Linked DNA regions of Rattus norvegicus: region 1 is linked to region 2. A link is a contact called in public Hi-C data. All regions are on one chromosome and are shown on one strand. The core of a region is the stretch at or near the end of the contact, and the rest is flanking DNA. Distances in the headings are between cores, read along the strand shown.

Region 1 (5,243 bases), core at 2,312-4,811, 78 kb after region 2:
AGGTAGGTTGACCAAAGTCTTCCTCTACTACATGGAGAGCTTTGGCTAGCCTAGGCTACACGAGACCCTGTGTCAACATTACGCCCCTGTAAAAATACTGAAATTCCCCAGTATAGGAACAATCCTTACTGGCCTCATAAAACACACACACACACACACACACACACACACACACACACACACACACACACACACACACACGAGCTTGATTGGCCTGTTTCCATTCTTCCAACCTGCAGTTGAATGGCTAGTTGAGGTGTTGTTGTGTGTCCTGTCCTGTTCCGTCTGTCTTTCCCACAATCTCCAAATGCATGTGCCCAGCTTCCCCTCCCTCAATGACTGTCCTCTGAGTAGGTTCTGAGGGAAACTGTGTGAGGGTAAGGAAGGCAAGCCCAGCTAACCAAATGTCTCTAGATGCCAACAGTGAAGGTCCACGCCCTAGCTAGTATAAAACTTACCTGCACAGAGTTGGGGTATTCTTTTCCTTTCCAGAGTGCTCCCCGCTGCAGACCTGCGGTTTTTTGGCTATCTACCTTCAGGGAAGCAGATGGCAGGTGGTTGCTTGTACATAGTGCTTGTCTAATTGAGTTGACAGAGTTTGTGTTGTCACCAAGTCTAAAGAGATGTAGCCAGCATAAATTCCAAGAACACCGGCTCATCCACTACCTGTGGCTCTTAACTCAACAGAGGAGTGATTTATTTCTCAGTAATTCCCACTATTTCTGTTATAGGGTGTTGTACCTTTAACCCTGGGTGTCTCTGTCAGGAGCCCAAGGAGGCTGTGCTCAGACCAGCAAAGGCTTCTGAGGGGAGAGCAGATGGTAGTACAGCTGCCACCAGCTGTGCCCCGCCTGCCCTCCCCTTTCACCACGGATGATGTAATGGAAACAAAGACACTTTTGCTTTCTGTGGCACTGAGCCGCTCAGCCTGTCATGCACCCGGGAGTGAGAACCCAGACTTGTGGCATTTGTTTTAATGCTCTTGTGAGCAGCCAGAGAATCCTCTTTTTATCTAGGGTAGAGAAGTCGGACCCAAACCGCTCAGTGGCTGCAGGTGGATAGTTTCCAGGCCTCAGGTGTCCTGCATTCTTTCTTCCCTGCTTCCCCTTCCTCAGCTTTTGTTTGAAGATGATTTGAAGATGGGGTTGTTAGCTGTGCTGAAGTGTAGCTTTGGTGAGGCTCCCACTTGTTTGCTCAGGAATTGTTTTAATCTAAGTTGATGGCGTAAGGCAGACTTGGTAGTGTACAACACTCAGTCCCAACACTCAGGAGTGTGTGGCAGGAGGAAGGTGGGAATTAGAGCCAGCTTAAGCTATCCAGTGAGATCATATCTCCTCAGGAAATTGTCCCCCCCCCCCTCTATTTTCCTTTGTGAATAGTTGCTCACCTTGCCTATAGCTCAGTTGTAAACTTTTTATGTGGAAATGGTTGTTAGGATCTCTTGCTGGCAACTGAATCACGGGAAGCTTCAGATTGGAGTTGTTCTGTCAACAATTAACTTGATCGCTTTTGTGCTTGGTGTCAGTCTAGGGCTTCTGGGAAAAATGATCAAATAAATGATGACCATGGGTCCTTGGGGACTTGCCATATTGGTTATTGTGGTTTGGGGGTATGGAATTCAGCAGGGTGATTGGACATTGGTAAGTTTGGTGTTGGCTGTGGGACATGTCTCTAGGACCAAGGTAACTCAGTTCCTAGTACTCTCCAGTTGTATCTGTTTTTGAGTTTGGTGTCTTTTTCCTTAAGTCAACACTATCCGGTTACTGTCTGTGTTGGTGGCCAGCCAGATTTAAAATGAGGCAACCGTTTTTTTGAGCAGGCAGTCTCAGAAATCACAATTCACTAGGGAGAAAGAGTCTAGTACAGTTGTGGGTTTTCACAGGGCAAGAGAGTACACAACCTGTTCCCTCATCAGGAAGAGATGGATTTTCTGCACTGGCCTTTCAATATCTCCATCTCTCCAGGGAGGAACACTCCTCTTGTCTCCCTGTTGGAGACTGGATCTGCTTTAATCTTGTCAGGGACTTTTGAGATAAGTTAACTCTCCACAGTGCTATCTCAGCCAGTTGGGGACAGAGACATGTGAGCCATTGTAAGGCCAGGGTTACCCTTTCTGATCAAGCTTCTGCTATCATCACACACATGAATCTGGACATGGCTAGACCAGGAGTCAGCAGTCCCTAGAGCATTCCTTTTCTCTAAGACCTTTGGAAATGAATGCAATGTGAAGTCAGTCAAAGTCATATCCAAGTGAAAACGCCTAGCATGTGTTGCTTGAGGATTTCATCCCTCCATTTCTGAGCATTTACGGAGCTCTCTGTGATGTCACTAGCTCTGAAACACCGCAAGAGGCAAGGTCAAGTGATTTATTTTGGTAATGAGATTTCCATCGTGGTTGGCAGGATAGTAAATGGAGAGTTCTTTATGATAAGCTTTCGTCCCTTGGAAGAGAAATGACTTAATTTTCTGTTACCTTGGACGTTGGGCAGCTGAGGCTGTGTAGCCGCCCGCCTGCTTCTGTGTGTCTAGACCTTTTCTGTGCTCCCTACAGTGCCTGCTCTCGGTTGCTGCCTCTGACTTTGCTCTTAAGGTGCACAGGCCTTTGTCTTTTCTCTTTCATTTCTTAGCTCAGTTTTGCATAGTTGTGTGTTTCTTTTTTTGGGAGGTAGAGAGGAAGGATGGGATAGGAGGGAAGTTTTTAGTGAATATGCTTCTCTGAAATTGGACACCACAGTTGAAAACAAGACCCCCCCCCCCCAAAAAAAAAAAAAAACGAATAAAAAAAAAAAAAGCGATCCACCGGAATACTTCATCTGTTCCCTCTGTAACTGAAGACACAGTCAGACAGTGTGGTCACATGTCCTTGGAGTCCTTCAAGGGTTGGGACAGGTCAGGCTGCAGTGATTGTCTGCCCTAGAGGCAGGCAGGTACAGCACCTTAGCAGTTTAGACTGTGTAAGTAATATGAATCCTGGCCCAGCACTTTTAGGTCTCAGGCTTCAGGCAAGGGGCCTTAATTCTCTTGTGCTTCGAAGCCTGAAACTGCAAAAGAGAGTGCTAAATAGACCCAACTTCAGAGGAGTGTCACAGACGTTAACCGGAACCATTGTGATGTGGGACCATTGTGATGTGGGATCATTGTGATGTGGGACCATTGTGATGTGGGATCATTGTGATGAGGAACCATTGTGATGTGGGACCATTGTGATGAGGGACTGCCTACGATGCTTGAACAGCACCTTGTGTACAGTTGAGTGCTAAATAAGTGTTTGTGAACTGAAAACAGAGTGGAGGTTTCTGCCTTTGCTGACTAGTGTGTTATTTCCAGCTGACATTCCTAAGAGCTCTCTGAGGTGTTGTGGTGAAGGGTTGGGTGAGAGGGACAGCATAGTCTGAAGCTAACTAAGATAGCTGGAAGATTAAGATCCAGGCCTGTCTAGCTCCAGAGCCTGGGCTACCCCTACTTTGCTTTCTGTCTTTCCTTGGTAGAGGCCATTGCTGTTGAGCATGAGCTGTACGCCAGCCTCATGCTGGGGTGGCCAGGATGAGGGCTGGGAACGAGACACACAGTCAGAGTCCCTGCCCTCATGGAGCTGTCACAAGTTCATTTGCCGGCATCTGACCTGAGGTCAGGGCTGGGTGCCAGAGATTTCTGGGAAGTCTGAGGACGCTTTGAAGATGGTCACCTTCCACTTAGCCTTTTGAAGCCTGTTCTTGGCTACCAAAGTCCAGGACACCTGGCCTGCTGCTGGCAGGAAGAGAACACAGCAGGGAGGGTCCAGATCACAAGGCTGGCCCTGGAGCTGGCCAGGAAGATGTCTGGAAGGTTCTAGTGTCCTAGGTCGTTGCAGGCTGACTGGGCACAGCCATTGGTAAGCTTTTTCCTGTGAGCAGATGCCTGTACTCTTCTTCTTGAGAATAGCTGGGTGGGAAGCAGGGAACCCTCACCTCTAGTTGTATGTTTGGTTATTTTTTCTGTTTTGCTGGGGGTGAACCTAGGATCTCATGATTGCAAGACAAGGATTCTGTCAAGTGATCTATGGTTGGGGTTGGGGTTGGGGAAAAGCCATTGTTTCTTACTGGGATACTAGACCTACTACTGGTCAGTCCTAGAGAGAAAGCTGTTCAGGAGGATGGGTAAGATGTATGTATGCCTCTGCCCCATTGCTGACCTGTGCCTTGACAGTCATGCACAGGCTACGTATGGATTGCCTGCTGGCCTGGTTTCAAGAGGAAGGGGCTTGCTTAGTGAATCAGGGAATCAGCGGGAGAGGCTTGCAACTATGTGTCAGTCAAACAGCTTGGCGGCAGCGGGAGGATGCTGTTAGAGTCCAGGGGCTGCCCAGCACTAAGAACCATTGAGGAGAAACAACTGTGTGCTTCCACAGGAAAGCTGCTCTCTCTCATGGTTCATTTTGGGGTGAGGAGGAGGCTAAGTCTGTGGAGCTCTCAGAGTCTGGTGAATGACACCAGTGAACCACAGTTGCTGGTCCTTAAAGTGTCTCTTGGGGCCTGAGTTGAGCATACTCTTGCTAGTTCCTCATCTGGGCGTCCAATGGCGTCTTTCACCTTTTTGACCTGTTGTTTCTGGCTGAGCGGTTAGACTAAAGCTTATCTTTACCCTGGAACAAGCAGGAAGCCGCAACTCTGTGTTTCTTGCATGCTTTGCTGTAGGGTCAGTGCTTGGTTCTTGTGCTCTGAGAACTTCTTCTGTGGGAAGAAATGCTGGGAAAGGGGAAGAGAAGAGAGAAGCATTTGCTTATTTTGTTGCATATATCAGGGCAGAGGAGCTCCTGGTTTTGTTTTGTTTTGTTTTGGTTTTTGTCTTTGCAGCTAGTGTGGGCAATTCTTCATGAAAGTATTAGGAAGGAATTATGATTCGAATAGGGACAGAGGGGAGGAAGCCAGGGTGAGTTCTAGATGAGTAATAGGGGATTTTGACCCAGCCTGGTTCCTGTGAGACTAGCCAGTGTCATTAGTATTTCGATTGGGAAATAATGGGGAGGGGTTGGGGGCAGGCGGGCAGAAATTTATTCCCAAGGTGTGTGGCTTAGGAATGGGTCATGAGGGAGGAAAAGGGAAAAAAAATGCTAAGTCATTCTCAACTTCTACCTCTTAATGTCTTTGCCATGACAATGGACAACCAGGATTTAGAAGATTCAGATGTAGAAATCACTGGCTGAGGGCTGCAGTACACTCTGAACATGAGTGGGGCAACATATAGGGAGTAAGGAAAACCGATGA
Region 2 (5,879 bases), core at 1,355-3,854:
GCAGCCACTGTTTCCACCCTCAGATGGGTTCAACTGCTCACAGCTCAAAACTCTTAAGGCCCTGTGTGTTGACTGATGGGGAGATGAGGAGAGCACAGAGTATGGGATAGATGGGTAGAGAGATGACGTTGCACTTCCTATTTGTGAGTGAGTTCTAGACAGAAAAATCTTAGCTGAATGAGACCTAACCATTGTCTCATACAGGTGAGTCTGTCCAGTAACACACATATGCTGTGAACTAACAGACCAAATACACAAGACATAGATAGCTGGACCAAGTGGCTTCAGGGGCCTGGGAAGGAGACATCTAGTTAACCAGTCTTCCCCCTCACACCCCAGCTCTTTCCCCACTCTCTCCCTCTCCTTTTCTTTTCTCTTTCCCTTCTCCTCCTCTTCCAGACAAGATCTAGTTCTTTTTTTTTTTTTTTTTCCGGAGCTGGGGACCGAACCCAGGGCCTTGTGCTTGCTAGGCAAGCGCTCTACCACTGAGCCAAATCCCCAACCCAAGATCTAATTCTTTAGTTCAGAATTTCTTCAAACTCACACCAATCCTCCTGCCTCAGCCTCCTGAATGCTGGGATTATATTGCCAATGTGCCTGGCTCCACCTGAACAGACTTCCTTGGAGAAAAGGTTTTTAGCATACATTTCAAAGAAGGTGTGTGTGGATGAAAATAAGTTGTAGAAAGCACAGGCCAAGCAGTTTTAGCACATCATGAGCGGCTTTGGAAGTTTGGTCAAAGAGTCTTTCCTAACTCAGTAGAAATGAGAGAACACCGAATCGCCAGGAGCAACTGGAGTCTGAAGGGTAACCAAGCCTGTCATGGGCAAGATAAATACTGGTTTAGAAATTTACCCACTGGTAGGCTGGCTCTGCTATCAGACTTAAAAAAAAAAAACAACCTCTTATTTATTTATGTATATGAATGTTTTACCTGCATGTATGTACACCATGTTTGTGCCTGGTGCTCCCAGAACTGGAGTTACAGATTGTTGAAAGCGACCTTATGAGTGTTGGGAACCTAACAGGAGCCTGGTCATCTACTAGAGCAGCAAGGGCTTTTCGCTGGTGAACTATCTCTCCAGCTTCTTCTGCTCTCCGGAGACTTTATTCGCTGGTATTATGGGGGGTTATCTGGAAAAGAGATACACCTCTGGAGTTTTAACGGGAAAATAGTTGTGCATTTTCTAATACTCTGCCAGGTGTATGAGGTTCTTATTGTCAGCCTGTCATATTGCTGCATATTATTAACTAAAAATAATACACATTTGTACTTGATTGTGGTGGGCATCTACACAGGTGAGAAATTATAGAATTTATAGAATTAAACAAATACACAATGATGTGTTTAAGTTGATCTGGAAAATCTGCCCGAAAATTAATACCCCGGCTGGGATAAAATTTTGGCTGACATGGCTAGGGAAGAGCTGGGCAAAGCGAACAAAGAATGTCTCTGTATTACTTTTTACAACGGCATGGGAGTCTTCAATTCTCTTGACATAAAATTTTAAAAAACGCATGGATGGAAGATATTTTTGCCTTAAAAACGCACTGGTAAACGTTGTTTCCGAGCAAACAAGGCGTAGTGAGTCCCATTCGCTTTCCTGAGTTTATGCACACTCCAGGAATACTCCGGCACAAAACAGGCGCCATTAGTTTGTTCTGAAGCCAGAAGGAAGTCCCAGTGCGGGAAGGGCCGTCTCCTTTCTGGGAAACTACGGACTGCAACCGGCCCAAACTGCCAGCATGTCTGTCCCAGCCACCGTTAACTTTACCCGAGTTTCTGAAGTGCTGCGGTGTCGTCCACTCCAAAAACAGAGTTCAAACCGTTTATGATTGATTCTTACGTTCTCCATAAAGGGACGGCGCGAAGCTGCTTTTTGCAGCCAGGCAAGACTTTATTTTATTTAAGTGGGTGCAGGATTTCCTTAGACTAAACTCGCAGTACGAGTGAACTTCACTTCTAGAAAGACAGGGCAGGAAGCGGGCGAGGACTCTGCGACGCTCCAACCCAGTCTGCGAAGCCCAGAATTTGCGCGAGCACCGCGAACTTGGGTAAAGCGAAACGGCTTGAGGAGGAGTGGCGGGCTGGGAAGCTGCCCACTCCGGCCTCAGTTTCCTGAAGAGCAACCTCCCTTCCAGTCTGGGAGCGTCGCTGCCAGCGCACACCAGGAGGGGGTAAACTGAGTCACAGCAGGAGGAAAGCGCACACCCCGCCTTTCTAGTACCCGGCCGCCCCGCCTCGGACCGCACAAAGCCCTGAGCGCGCGCCATCGCGCGCGGCTCGCTCCCCCGTGGGCGCCAAGTCCCGCCCCACGCGCCCCGCCCCACATCATGACGTCACCGCGGCGGCAGGCCACGCCCCACCCCGGGCCCGGCGGCATGACGTCACCGAGGCCCCACCCCTCCGGAGCGAGTTCGGTCCTGGCGTTCATTTCATTCCTGTCCTCATTCCGCACATTCTTCGCATCGCTCGCGCCGCGCCGCGCCGCCCGAGCCGAGCCGAGCCTCCGCGGCCCCGCCGCCCGCCGCGGGCGCCCCCCAGCACTTCGCACACTCGCTTCCAGCTCGCGGGGAGTCCGCGCGCCGGGGCCCGGGCCCGGGGCGGCCGCGGCGGGGCGCAGGCCATGCGCTGACCCCCCAGCGCGCAACGTCGCCGGAGCGCGGGCAGCTGCCCCGGCGCGCCCTGCTGGTCCGGGGAGCCGGCGAGGCCGGGCTGGGGCGGCCGGGCGCGGGAGTACCGCGGGGAGTACCGGCTGGAGTAGCGCGGGGGCGGTGGCCCAGCGCCCCGAAGTTTGCCGCGCCCGCTCGGGCGGCCGAGGTAAGTTGCGCGCGGGGCGGACTCGGGGGCGCGGGCTGTCTAGGCGTCACCGCGATCGGCGCTTTGTGTGCGGCTCCCGAAGGGGAGCGGCCCCGCCGCCCAGCAAGTTGGGCCGCAACCTCGCGCGGCAACAGGCGGCCCCGCTCGGCTTTCTGCGCGCCCCTCTCTCCAGCGTCTCTCTCCCGCGCACCTCGCTCCTTGTCTGGGAAGCGCCGAGTTCGGCGCGATCACGGGTGGGGAGAGCGTCCGGCGTGCAGCCTAGAGCCTGCAGCCGGGTGACTCCCCCGGCGCCCGGCCCCTTCGGGGTCCGCGCGGATCCCGGCTCCTCCTCCCGGGAGATGAAAGAGGGCTCTCTCGCCCTTGCCGCCTCTCCAGAGCTGCTGCCGCCGCCGCCGCCGCCGCCGCTCCAGTGCACATTCAAGTGGAAAATTTTCAGGAGTCAGCAGAAACATTGTGTCCAAAAAAGACTGAGTCGCACTTACCACCAAACCCGGGAGTAGACTCTCCCTGGAAAACTTCCCTTCGGTAGGAAATACTGGGGGATTTGTTTGTTTATTGGAAGAGAAACGATCCCCAGGAGGGCCAAAAAAAAAAAAAAATTCTGGGGACACTTTTAGCCTTTGTTCGCGGCAGCACCACTTGTTTTCAAAGTCCAGAGGCCCGTTTGAAAGAAAGTTCAACTTCTAGGAGTTTCCTTTTTCTTTTTTAATGCATTAAAAAAAAATCAAAGCTACATTTAAAGAAGTAGAAAACAATGAAAGGCTCACACTTATCTTCCCGTGAAAATAAAACCCAGACTAGTTTTCCTCGGTCTTTAATCGTCTTTCTTTTTAAGGATTTATTTAAAGTTGAATGGTGTCACCCGTATAAAAATATTTATGAAACAATGAAATGCCAGCCACCAGCGTTTCTCAGGAGGCTTGTTAAGTTCTTAGAAGCTGTCTGTGATTTACAGAAATGCAAATTGATCTCAGCACTGGAAACTTACAGACAGATATTCCAGAAATCGGAGTGTAGCAAGGACGGGTTTTAAAATAGCGCCATTTGAAAGGAGCTAAGGTCCTTGGAACAAAATGGTCTGTAAATACGATCATATTTCAAAATAGTGAAAGGAAAATATTTCAATTCCTATAGATAATGCAAAGTAACAGAATCTTAGTTTCCTCCACGCCTTGTGGCCTGGATTCGTTCTGGAAGTTTAGGTGGTCTGGTGGCTTAGAGTGTGCTTGAGTGCTGGCAGGTGGTTCCCCGGGTGGACAGATCCTTCCCGTTAGGGAGACTCAATCTACCCGGAGCCGAGGGGTAGCTTGTCTGTGCAAGCCTGAGCTCTTGGGTGGGGGCTAATCTGCCTTGAGACTGGGGCTGGGAATAGTCCTCAGGCTGTACAGACTGTGCCAGGGGCTTCCGCCTTTCAGCGGAGTCTGCGATTTTCTGTGAATAGCAGGATCTTTGGGCCCAGGCACATCTGAATGCTTATAAGGGCCAGACTTAGATCCAACTTTGGTAAGAATCTTTCCTCTTTAGAAGGAAACAGTAGACCCAGTTACAGCATGACTCCGGAAAGACAAATGCGTTTAGCTGAACCTTTGTCAACAGCAAGGTTTTAAATTGTTGATGATTTTAAGGAGGAAAGGCGCATTTTTCTAATCTCAGTATTTCCATAAATGGTCATAAGATATTTTTGTGTAGTATTTCTTTGAATGTGTAACTCTGTGTTGGACTCTTAGATTACAGGTTTTTAACAGAGTTTGCAATTCTTTTATTTGTTGTTTGTATAAAAAAATAAACTGATAAGCTGTCTCCATTACTGAGTCTTGTTCATGTCCTTTAGTAAACCATTTTATTTTCTGTTTAATGGCAAGTATTGTTTAAATTAAAGATTTAGGGGAATATTAGAATACTTTTTTTATCTTTTTAAAACAAGTTTGAAACAAAGCCAGAAAGACACTTTGCCTTTACAAAAGAGTTTAAAAAAAGGAGGTGGGGAGAAGGAGGGGGAGAATCTTTGTGTGAGTTTCTTCTTCCTGGAGTTCTTTATAAATCCTAGGGAACATTCTGGGATTATTGGAGATTTTGTACAAGCAAAGGCCAGGACTCACCAGGACGTGTATATAGTTAGTGACCTTTAATTTGAAGCAGGCAGACATTGTAGCATAGTCTGACCCAGGCTGTGGTCACTGCATGAGTTACTTGCTTGTACTGGGCATACAGTGTGTGCTTCCCACCCTCGATTGTACTGTGATACATACAGTCTGTGCTCTCCTTATAGCACCGTGAAATCATGAGGGTGGGCTTGCCTGGGTCACCTGGTGGGAAGCTGGCTTCCTTCCCCTCCCTTTCTCACCCCCTCTTGCTGTACACAGCTGGGATTATACGTTCACATAACTTCTTTGGATTCTGGCATCTTCTGATTTGGGAAGAAGAGAGAAAACTTAAGAAAAAGATTTTTTTTTTTTAGAGTTCAGTAGTGCATAACGAGTTTTGATTTTAGTCGGTTCTGACGATACGCAGAAGCAAATGTAAGAAGGTATACCTTTATGGAACTGTGTTGGGAAGGTATATAACAAGGGCAATTGGGGGGATGGAGGCCCCACCTGTGAGACAGGCCGTTAGCAGCATTAGGAAGTTGTTGCCAGCATTGGAAATAGATAGATTCCCTCCCTCCGTCCCCGTCCATGCGTGTACAAGAAGAGCCTGAACATCTGTAGGATTACTCTGCTCTCTAATCTCGTGTGTTACGGGTTAATTGTGAGTGTAATTAAACTGCTTGCAAATGGAAATGGTGATGGTGTCTTAGTCACTCCAGAGGTCCTCGCAGATAACTGTGTACGACCCAGTGGGCTTAAAAAGGTGAGCCATATCTGTGCAGAGAAATTAGGGCCCTTGCTTCGAAGCTACCATTTTAGGCGTTTGGCTCTGTTTCCCCATAAAGGGAGTCTGAAAGCAGAAGAAGTCTATGTGTGTGTTTCTGAGTAACAGCCGTTCGGAATCAGTCGAGTGGCACAACTTTTGAGTAGGGTCTTTCCTTTTCCTTCACAGGCTTAAGAAATACTGGCTA

What was found. Hi-C and Micro-C count contacts between places; a contact is called where the count stands out from the background.
Region 1: a contact with region 2 is called in a Hi-C map of liver, with 4 times the contacts expected there. The contact joins the enhancer-like site here to the promoter of Tead1 in region 2. A contact is called at or near these places in 3 of 12 Hi-C or Micro-C datasets (liver and psoas muscle).

The regions. Positions count from the first base shown.
Region 1 is chr1:176,301,135-176,306,377 of GRCr8, forward strand. The region is part of intron 2 of Tead1 (TEA domain transcription factor 1); the gene reads left to right. Among named protein-coding and RNA genes, the nearest start is that of Tead1, 77 kb to the left of the region's middle. Within about 2 kb of position 3,562, at least 12 of the 93 cell types and tissues checked have an H3K27ac peak or open chromatin away from gene starts, as enhancers often do. A contact at or near this core is called in liver, where this site is marked.
Region 2 is chr1:176,224,571-176,230,449 of GRCr8, forward strand. Tead1 (TEA domain transcription factor 1) reads left to right here and starts at 2,605. Exons shown (of 13, transcript NM_001198589.2): 1 at 2,605-2,821.